Linked DNA regions of Mus musculus: all the other regions are linked to region 2. A link is a contact called in public HiChIP or PLAC-seq data. All regions are on one chromosome and are shown on one strand. The core of a region is the stretch at or near the end of the contact, and the rest is flanking DNA. Distances in the headings are between cores, read along the strand shown.

The links. HiChIP or PLAC-seq counts read pairs in DNA pulled down with a chosen protein or histone mark.
Region 1: a contact with region 2 is called in a FOXA1 HiChIP or PLAC-seq map of pancreatic cancer cells. The contact joins two enhancer-like sites. A contact is called at or near these places in 1 of 115 datasets of contacts at active chromatin or transcription factors (pancreatic cancer cells) and 1 of 9 other capture datasets (embryonic stem cells).
Region 3: a contact with region 2 is called in a FOXA1 HiChIP or PLAC-seq map of pancreatic cancer cells. The contact joins the promoter of B930059L03Rik here to the enhancer-like site in region 2. A contact is called at or near these places in 1 of 39 promoter capture datasets (the C10 cell line), 2 of 484 Hi-C or Micro-C datasets (the C10 cell line and rod photoreceptor), 10 of 115 datasets of contacts at active chromatin or transcription factors (the 230-238 cell line, the SCID.adh cell line, SST interneurons and 6 more) and 2 of 9 other capture datasets (adipose tissue and liver).

The regions. Positions count from the first base shown.
Region 1 is chr12:110,944,685-110,947,847 of GRCm38.p6, forward strand. It overlaps Tecpr2 (tectonin beta-propeller repeat containing 2), which reads left to right. Exons shown (of 20, transcript NM_001289510.1): 14 at 1-201; 15 at 1,638-1,727; 16 at 3,018-3,163. Among named protein-coding and RNA genes, the nearest start is that of Ankrd9, 33 kb to the right of the region's middle. Within about 2 kb of position 1,742, at least 19 of the 459 cell types and tissues checked have an H3K27ac peak or open chromatin away from gene starts, as enhancers often do. A contact at or near this core is called in pancreatic cancer cells, where this site is marked.
Region 2 is chr12:110,796,674-110,799,422 of GRCm38.p6, forward strand. It overlaps a transcript of Wdr20 not described here. Among named protein-coding and RNA genes, the nearest start is that of Mok, 43 kb to the right of the region's middle. Within about 2 kb of position 1,453, at least 79 of the 459 cell types and tissues checked have an H3K27ac peak or open chromatin away from gene starts, as enhancers often do. A contact at or near this core is called in pancreatic cancer cells and rod photoreceptor, where this site is marked.
Region 3 is chr12:110,589,851-110,592,820 of GRCm38.p6, forward strand. B930059L03Rik (RIKEN cDNA B930059L03 gene) reads left to right here and starts at 1,524. Exons shown (of 1, transcript NR_033340.1): 1 at 1,524-2,829.

The DNA.
Region 1 (3,163 bases), core at 492-2,991, 150 kb after region 2:
TGTTCCAGACCATCATGCATGCCACACACTCGGTAGCCACAGCAGCCCAAGCCCCTGTGGAAAAGGTCGCAGATAAACTGCGCATGGCGTTTTGGTCTCAGCAGCTTCAGTGCCAGCCCAGCCTACTAGGGGTTAACAAGAGTGGTGTGTGGATCTCCTCAGGGAAGAATGAATTCCATGTTGCTAAAGGAAGTCTCATAGGTGAGTCAATTACTCTAGTTTTCACATTATTTTTACTTTGTTTATCTTATTTTTCATGGTGGTGGGATTCTAACCTAGGGATTCACAGAACATTTAATGAACGGCTTTAAGGTCTCCTCTTAAGATAATCAGTACCAGTGGGAAAGCGGCCTGTGACAGAGGCACCCAGGCTTTGTGGTCTCTTTCCTTTCTGTTTTCTTTTTCATTCTGTCATTCCTAAAACTTGGTGTCTGGACGATGTGTCATCACTTTCCTATGGAAACCTAATCTGCTGTAATAAAGACAAATGAGGACTAGCTCAATCTCACAATCCATTCCGGGGGTGGGCAGGGAAATGGCTCTGCAGGTAAAAGCATGTGTCACACAATCCTACGGGCCTCTGTTCATCCCGAGAACTTGCGTGAGAATCTAGATACAGCCAGGCATGGTAGCACATGCCTTTAATTCCAGCACCCGGGAGCCAAAGGTAGGCAGAGCTGAGTTCAATGACAGCCTGGTCTACATAGTAAGTTCCAGGACAGCCAGGGCTATGTAGAGAAATCCTGTCTCAAAACAAACAACAAAAAGCCAGATACAGTGGAGGCTCAGGAGAGCACGTCTGTGAGGAAATGGGGAGGCAGTGACAGAAGTGGGGAGATGGTCACATATATGACCCACCAGCAGAACAGGAGACCTTGCCCCCAAAACAAGAGGAGAAGAGAAAACGTAAGTCCAGAAGTTGTCCTCTGATCTCCACACACATGCCATAACACACTTGTGGACACACTCACACAAAGAAACTTGTTTAAAGGGGGTATATGGTCGGGTAGAGATGGCTCAGCAGTTAAGAGTATGAGGATACTTCAGATCCCAGTACTCACATAACAAGCCAGCTATCCTGTGCATGCCTGTGACTAGCGACAAGGTAGGCAGAGGCAGGAGAATCTTTGGGGCAAAGAACAGGATCCCCAGGATCAGGGAGAAACCTGTCTCTAAGTCCTGTGTGGGAAGTGATAGACGGGAACACTTGGGACCCTCCTCTGAACCTGATGAGCATGCTTGGCCACACCCCCACAAAATCTGGTTTTAAAGATCTACCACACCTACAGACTCTGCTGAGAAAGAACCGTCCACTTACAAGGGGAAATTATGGCCACCGTTTAACATGCAACGTGCTGGCCATATCCATAGATGAGCTGTGTTCACTTCTGAATGCCTCCCACTTGATGGATTCCCTCTAGCTCTGTCCCCTGCGTAGCCTCTTCAGGCTTCAGTGAGCAAGGTATGGCTCTCCTTGATGATGCTTAGAGAGATAAGTAGCTTATGCCACTTTGTTTAAGGACACTAGAAATCATTGTAAGAGCTTTGAAGGACTAAAACCAAAACTGAAGTGTTAGAGCTTTTTGCTTGTTTGTTTTTTTCTTTCCCTAACCCACTTTTATATTTATTCTCTCCAGGAACTTACTGGAATACCGTTGTTCCCCGGGGAACAGCTTCTGCCACAAAATGGGCTTTTGTGTTGGCTTCTCCTGCTCCCACCCAGGATGGTGAGTCAGCCTTAGCCCAGCTGAGAGTCCTGGTGTGCAAGTCAGTCAGTCAACGGAGGAAGAGTTCATGCCGTCCTCTGACTGTGGCCTGTGGGTGCGGCGATGAGAGGGAGGGGATATGGCAGTGTTGTGGGCCAGCAGCGCTGGATAGGCATGCTCAGGAGACCTACCAAGTTGGGGTAAGGGTAGCAGAGCTGAGGCTGAGGCAGTGTCCTTTGGAAGGAGGTCACCGTGCAGTGTGGTCGGAGCTGGCAGCACATGACTTCCTGGTGTTCTTTCCCATTTCTCCCAGAAGACCTGAGTTTGACTCCTCATATGGCAGCTCACAACTATCTGAACTTTCAATTCCAAGAGATCCACAAGATACCTTCTGCCTTCTATGACATGGGTACCAACCTTACACATAATACACATAAACATGCAGAGAAAACATTCATATGTATAAAATAAGGAAATCTTAAAAAAACCAAATAATAGAAATAGCTGGGTGTGGTGGTATACACCTTTATCCCAGCACTGAGGAGCTCTGTGAGTTTGAGGCTAACCTGGTTTACAGAGTGAGTTCCAGGACAGCCAGGGCTGTTACAGAGAATCCCAGCCGCAACAAGCCAATTAGCTTAATTAATTACTTAATTATTTAATTAAAATAAAAATAAAAGTATTATAAAACGTGTGACACAAGTTTTAGCTAATGCTTTACATTACACAGTTTTGCTGGGTTGTAATTCCCAAGGATGACTGGCATTCTAAACAAACACTATTAACCCTGGAAGTTCCAGAACGTGCGAGGACCACAAGCATAACTCCTGATTTCCTCCGCCTGCTGCCCACCCATTAGCAGAAGAGGGAAATGCCTTCTGAGAAACTGCTTGCCCCCTCCTTCCTGGGGATTGGAAGAATTGACAGCCCTAATAGTGTATATTAAAAATATAGACTGCTGACATGAGAGCACGTTGATGTCTGTGATCCGTGCTGTTACTAGAAAGCATATAAAAGTCCCTGACCTATGCACTGCCGGCTCCTGTGGGCAGGGAGACTTCTACAGTGGTATTTCGTAGGCCCTGCTCTCTTTCCAGTTCCTGAAGTGTCTCAGGCTTGGCCTTTTTAATGTCTGATGGCAGTGTTTCCTTCTAACCTCAGGTATAGCAAGCCTACCTGTAAGATAACAGTGAGTGAGCAGGCAATCTGTGGCCAGGTGTCAGGGCTCTGAAGAAAAAGGCTGTGTGGTGCTCTTAGGGTGGGTGGCTCAGTGAGACAGCGTTTGCTGACAAATGTGAACCTTTTCTGCAGGAAGCTCCTTATGGCTATGCCAGAGCAGCAAGGACCTGTGTATCATCAGTGCCCAGAATGTACAGTGCCGCCCCTCCACAGTGCAGCTGCCCCCCGATGCAGAGATGAGAACCTATGCTGCCTGCCAGGATGCACTATGGGCCTTG
Region 2 (2,749 bases), core at 203-2,702:
TTTAGTCACAGTATATTTCAACTTCTGCTGCTAAGTGTTGTGTCCTTAATGATTAACCTGGAAACCCTGTTTGGGGTCCTTTGCTGTGTGTGTGTCTTACCCTCCTGGGCTCCCTGCTAGGTTCAGGGTCTGGTAAGAGCCCAGGCCAGCTCTAGAGGGCTGTCTTAGTTGCATGACCTGGCCCAGGCTGGCCCCTGCATGGAGGGCGTGGTGCTGCTCCAGGCCCGCTCTACCCCCCTGACTGACTCCTGCCCCCCTTTCTTTGACAGCCGGCAGAGCAGTTCTGCAGGCAGGAGGACAGAGTGCAAGGTGTTCTCCAAGACCAGAACTAAAGGTGCGGCAGCTCCAGAAGAGGGTGCTGGTGCTGGAGGGCGGGGCTTCCTTCCTCCTTGTGCCCTGCAGACAGAGGTGGTGGGGTGTCATGGGGTTGCACCGATTGCCATGGTGGGTCCTGATCTCCAAAGAATGAGGACTAGGGCCACTGTGCTTCTACAGTAGCCACCCAGAGAAATGTTTTTAGTTTTCTAAACAAACTTTGAGCTTCCTCATCAAAACTTCCCTGAGCGTTTTCATGAGCAAGAATATCTTTGGTAACTAGCTACTGGACTAAAACAGCTACTGGCAAGAGGCTCTTAAAGGCAGGGTTCCAGTCTGCTTGCTGTGACCCAGACAGAGTCTGCGGGCTCAGTGAGGGCCACTGGACAGTTGGACCCTCCTGTCTGTCCTGCTTGCCCACCGCAGACAACCTTTCTGGTGACTCGAGAAAGCAGCTGCCCTGTAGCTATGGTGAATCAGCCCCCAGCTCCCCCCCCCCCCGTTTTCCTTCTCTGTGCATGTGGTGCCAGGGATTATGCCAAAGGACTCAACCCCTGCCCAACACGCCACATCCCAGCCCTCTGCAGAGGCTCAGAAGTTGTATCTTCCTCTTAAACAAATGCTCCAGAGAGACTGGGTGATACCTGCAGCTAGTAGTGGCTTCTGCCTCCAGATTAGCCTACACAGGGCAGAGGATTAAGTTTGTCCTGATGGTTGAGTTTAGAAGTGCTCTGAGAGCTGCTGAGGTCAGGATGCAGGGTGAGGGCCATTAGAGAAGCCAGCAGGGAGAGGAGAGCAGCCACATTGTCTTCAGAGGCACTCTTAAATTAGGTGGACAAGGCCCAGGTCAGTAGTCTGCTCTAGTGTTTGTCTTAAACGCTCAGGGCACAGCTGTTCCTTCCATCCTGTAATGATGCATTCTGAATTTGTGCTAAAATGAGTGAGCCTGCCTTATAAGGCACACGTGTGCCTGTGTACAAGGCCCTCTCACCTGCTGGAGGGAAACGTTTTCTTTGTTGAGCAAGCTCGGAAGTGTAAAGAGTAACAGGACACAAGACACGGCCGGCCAGCCAGAGCTTAGTGGTGGCTTTTCCAGTGGCTGACCTTGGAGTGCACGCTACGCTGTGGGCAGTTAGTCACACATCTTGGCTCAGGACCAGTTTGCAGCACTGAGGCATGTGTGACCACTGTTGAGGCCCTCTCCTTACCCATGGAGCCTCCGTGCACTTCTCTGGGTAGGCCTGTACTGACTTGAAGACATGGCCTCTGGCTTGGGTTTGGTTTCTAAGGCTGAACTGGTCTCTGTCCTGGGAATGCATGGGGGAGCCGCCACACCCCCATGCCCTGTTTATGTCAGAGCATGCTGTTTGCCTTGGGCTGACTGGACCACCACAAGCTGGCTTAGGTTAACAAGGTGCTCATCAAAGTGCTATGTGGTGGCTGTCCCAGGGAACAGAGACGTCAGTGTGGCCCTGGTAAAGCCTGTGGCTCATTTGTGGAAAAGCACTTGTATTCAGCTGTTACCTTGACGAATCAGATCCCAGATTGAATTGTAAGACTGTTCTTTTCATGGAGCAACTGTCCCATGATGCTGGGGTTTTCACTCATGCTGCACTTATTACATTTTCTTTGTGTCATGGTTCAATTCCTGACTCTTGAGGTAAAAGTATGAAAATCGTGCATTTTTACTTCTGTGTACTTAGGTTTTAAAGACTGTTATTAAGTGACATTGTGTAAAGTTGTATGGGTATATTTATTTTCAGTGAAAGTCAAGGTAATACATGTATTCCTTTCTTACATTTTCATCTGATCTCTTCACAACTTGAATAAATTTCATGAAGAGCCCTCCTGCTGTGAACTACCAGGAAACTGAGCTCCTAATGTCGCAATAACTAATGAAGCTTGAATATCAGTATTGTTATTCATTTCTGAGAACCATGTTCTGTTTCACTGCTTTGTCTTTTAGCTGTTCCCTTGTCCCTGTCACAGCAAAAGATTTACCATATACTTGACTTCTGAAGTACTGGAGGCTGTCCTCTGTATATTGACATTGAATAAACGTGTGAATGCATTGTAAATGTAGATAAATTTTAAGTCATTTTCACATCCAAGCTTCATAAAAAGGAATCTCAGTGAGCCAAAAGAGAGAAGCTGTTAAATGCTGTAAAATTCAGAGCCTTGTTAATGTTTGTGAGACACCATGGATGACTCTGTGTGGACCATGGTCTCAGTTAGCTTCTAGATGAAATGCAGATACTGAGCAGCCCAGATTCTGCTGTGTGAGCTGCTCTCAGTGAGGCACTGGGATTCTCTGAGTGTGAAAAGGTCAAATGTAATGCTAATGATAACTCTCTGAAGGTCTACCAGTTGGCTCTGCAGCCACCTAGCCAGCCTAGTGAGCCAAGGGCACCGTGGGCCTCTGTAGGAGCTCTTC
Region 3 (2,970 bases), core at 274-2,773, 210 kb before region 2:
TGGTACTCCACCGCTTCCCAGCTGGCTGGCTGCACGTAGCTGGAGGGCAAGGAGCTGGCTGAAAGTAGACACCCATAACAGAAATTCTACCTCCACCTACATGCCAAAAGAGACATAGGCATGCCGTGTAGGTGTGAGGAATATTCCCGAGGAGGATGCAAAGCCAGCAGAGGCAGGTAAGCAGGGGCTCCCACTGGCAGTGTCGCCATCCTATGCAGATCTCAGGGCCACAAGTCAATGCTTCTGGAAGGACAGGAAAGTAACCCCAGTAGCAGGTGAGGAAGGGTGGGTCACTTCAGTTTACTGTTGGTGGCTTGCAGATTTGTAGGACCCTTAAAAATGCAACTGAAAGTTTTAAAAGGTAAGTGTTGAAAACATTTTGAGACAGTCTTACCAAAAATCCTACTACCCAGCCCCCTGAATGCTGGCATTAGAAACACGTTCCACCCTGCAGGGTGTCATGTATTTTGACTCTGCAATTCTGCTTCAAAAATTTAGCCATCAGCAAAATTCACCTAGTCTGAGCAGTAAGGCCAGCTACTCCCGGCCGCACTGTTTTCCATGCTGAAAAACAGAAACCAGGAATTATCCTCACCTGCCTGAAGTGTTGCTAGATGCAAATGTGAGCAGAGAAGTGAGAAAACCCCAGCACACGCTCTCACTCCTTAAGATTTTATTTTTTTAAATGTGTTTGTTTCTGTATGTGGATTTGTACATATGAGTGCAAGTGCCCACGGAAGCAAGAGGGTGTTCGGTCCCCTGGGGCTAGGGTTATAAATAGTCTGTCCCTAACGTGGGACTCTAAACTCGGATTGTCCGGAAGAACTGTACATGGACCTAACTGCTGAGCGGTCTCCATAAAATATGGCCAAATTGAAACTAGAAAGGTTCTGGCACTCATTCCAAATTCGAATTCATCCTCACCCCAGGACTAACTTTTCCTGCCGGCCCAACACCTTCTTCTCAAACATTCCACACTGCAGCCAAGAGGGAGCTTGCAAAAACATCCCTCCAACCAGTCACCCCAGGATAGCCCGTGAGCCCTCTACAAGCAATGTCCCTATTACCCTACTTATCGCTGTACCTTCAGTCTGGCACCGTGTGGGACACTCAAAACTGCGTCTGATGGACGCAATGTACAGATAAATGTGGGATCAGCGAGAACAGCAAGATCCAAGTGGAGAGGCAATCAAATGTGGGTACGTGTGTGTAAGGTGGACGTGCTGACATACGCCTTCCATGCCAGCACTGGAAAGGTGGAGGCAGGAGCATCAGAGTTGGGACTCAGCACGGCTACCCGGCATCCAAACCAAAGAGCAAGCGGATGGCAGCAGGTACCCCGTAGGAATGAGACAAAGCGCATGCAGAAAACGGAGAAGAGTTCAAAGTCAACAGGATATCAGCTCAGCACAGCTGCACCAGAACACGGCAGCAGGACAAGGGCGGCCCCGGGAAGGTCTCTGCCATCTCGGCAGGGCGGAGATCTCCGCAAGGCGCAGCCTCCACGGCGCACGTGACTGGATGAGTCACCGCGCCAGGAAGCCGCACGAAACCTCGGTTCGGCAGCTCGAACGCAGGCTGACTTAGGACAAGGCAGCGACGTCTAGAGGAAGCCGCAGAGGGGGCCGCGTCCCTTGGCGGGAGGGGAGTGAGGGCCGCGGACGGCCCGGACCCAAGCTTAGACGCTTGGCCCACGGCACACAGGACAGGGAGACCGACTACCTTCACCTAAACGCTGGCGCAGGGAAATGACGCAGCGCATCGACCAATCGGGAAGTGTCTGACTCTGAATCTCGCGATATTCACGGGAGGAAAATGAGCCAATCGCAATGCCCCTTCTTCCAGGCCGCGGTGATTGGCTTGAGGACTCACATGATCGTTCGAGGCCACACGTGACCGCTCCCCTGGCGACACGTGATCGACCTGCCACTCTGCAGAAGTGGCTTCTGGACAGCGGCAAACAGGCGTCCGTGGAACTGAACGGCAGGTCCTGGGTTACAGCCCCGTCACTTTCCACTTGATAGGCGGGGTTGGTGACCAGGGTCCCATGTGACCCCCGTCATGGAACCCCGAGACGCGACCGTAGCGTGGATAGGACAGGGCCAACCTGTCCCCTGTAGCAGCTCTGAGAACTGAAGTAGGTGGGAGGCTGGGGATGCCGAGAGATTAACGAAAGAAACCAGTAAGCAGGGTCAGGAAACTCGTCCCACCTAAGTGGCGTGTACCGGACACGTGGTAACGTAAAGAGGTAGAGGTGCTTGCTATGTAAATAACTATGGAGGACCAGAACTCACATAGATGAGGACTTTGAGCACCCCGTCTTTCCCACTACCACTCACTGGGTGCCTCTTTCTTTCCTTCTTTCTCTAATTTACTCATAAGACAGGGTCTCGCCTTGGCTAGCCTTATTGTCTGTCTGTCTGTCTGTCTATAAAACAGAGTCTCTTCTTGGCTGACCTGGAACTCACTGTGTAGACCCTAAACTCAAGAGATGTCCCTGCCTCTGCCCTAAGAATAAAGGCGTGCACTTCCTGGCTTGACTTCTGTCTCCCTCTCTCCTTTCTTTGTAGTAAACTGCCTGTCTCCGACTCTGTCCCTGAGTCTTACTGTTCTAGGGCTCAAAAATCTGGAAATTTGTGCTGATTCCCTCCAGGGTCATAGCCATGCCTGTTCCAAGGAAGCCCTAGCGATGTCTGTTTCCCACTGCTTCCTGCCCAAGATACTGGTAACCCTGGAAGGTAGCCCTGGTGTGGGGGTGCTGTCAGAAGCATGGACACAATTCTCTCTCTCCATGATGTTAGAATTTCCTGAATAATAAATTGGCAGTCTGCATCCCTTGTATTGATGTAATTTGTTGAGTAGTTTTGTTCTCACTCTCTTAATAAATAATAACTCTTGGGTCACACATTACACCTCACAATGCAATGTAAATTACAGAATGGCTATTCAAGGTTAGAGTTCACAGAGGCC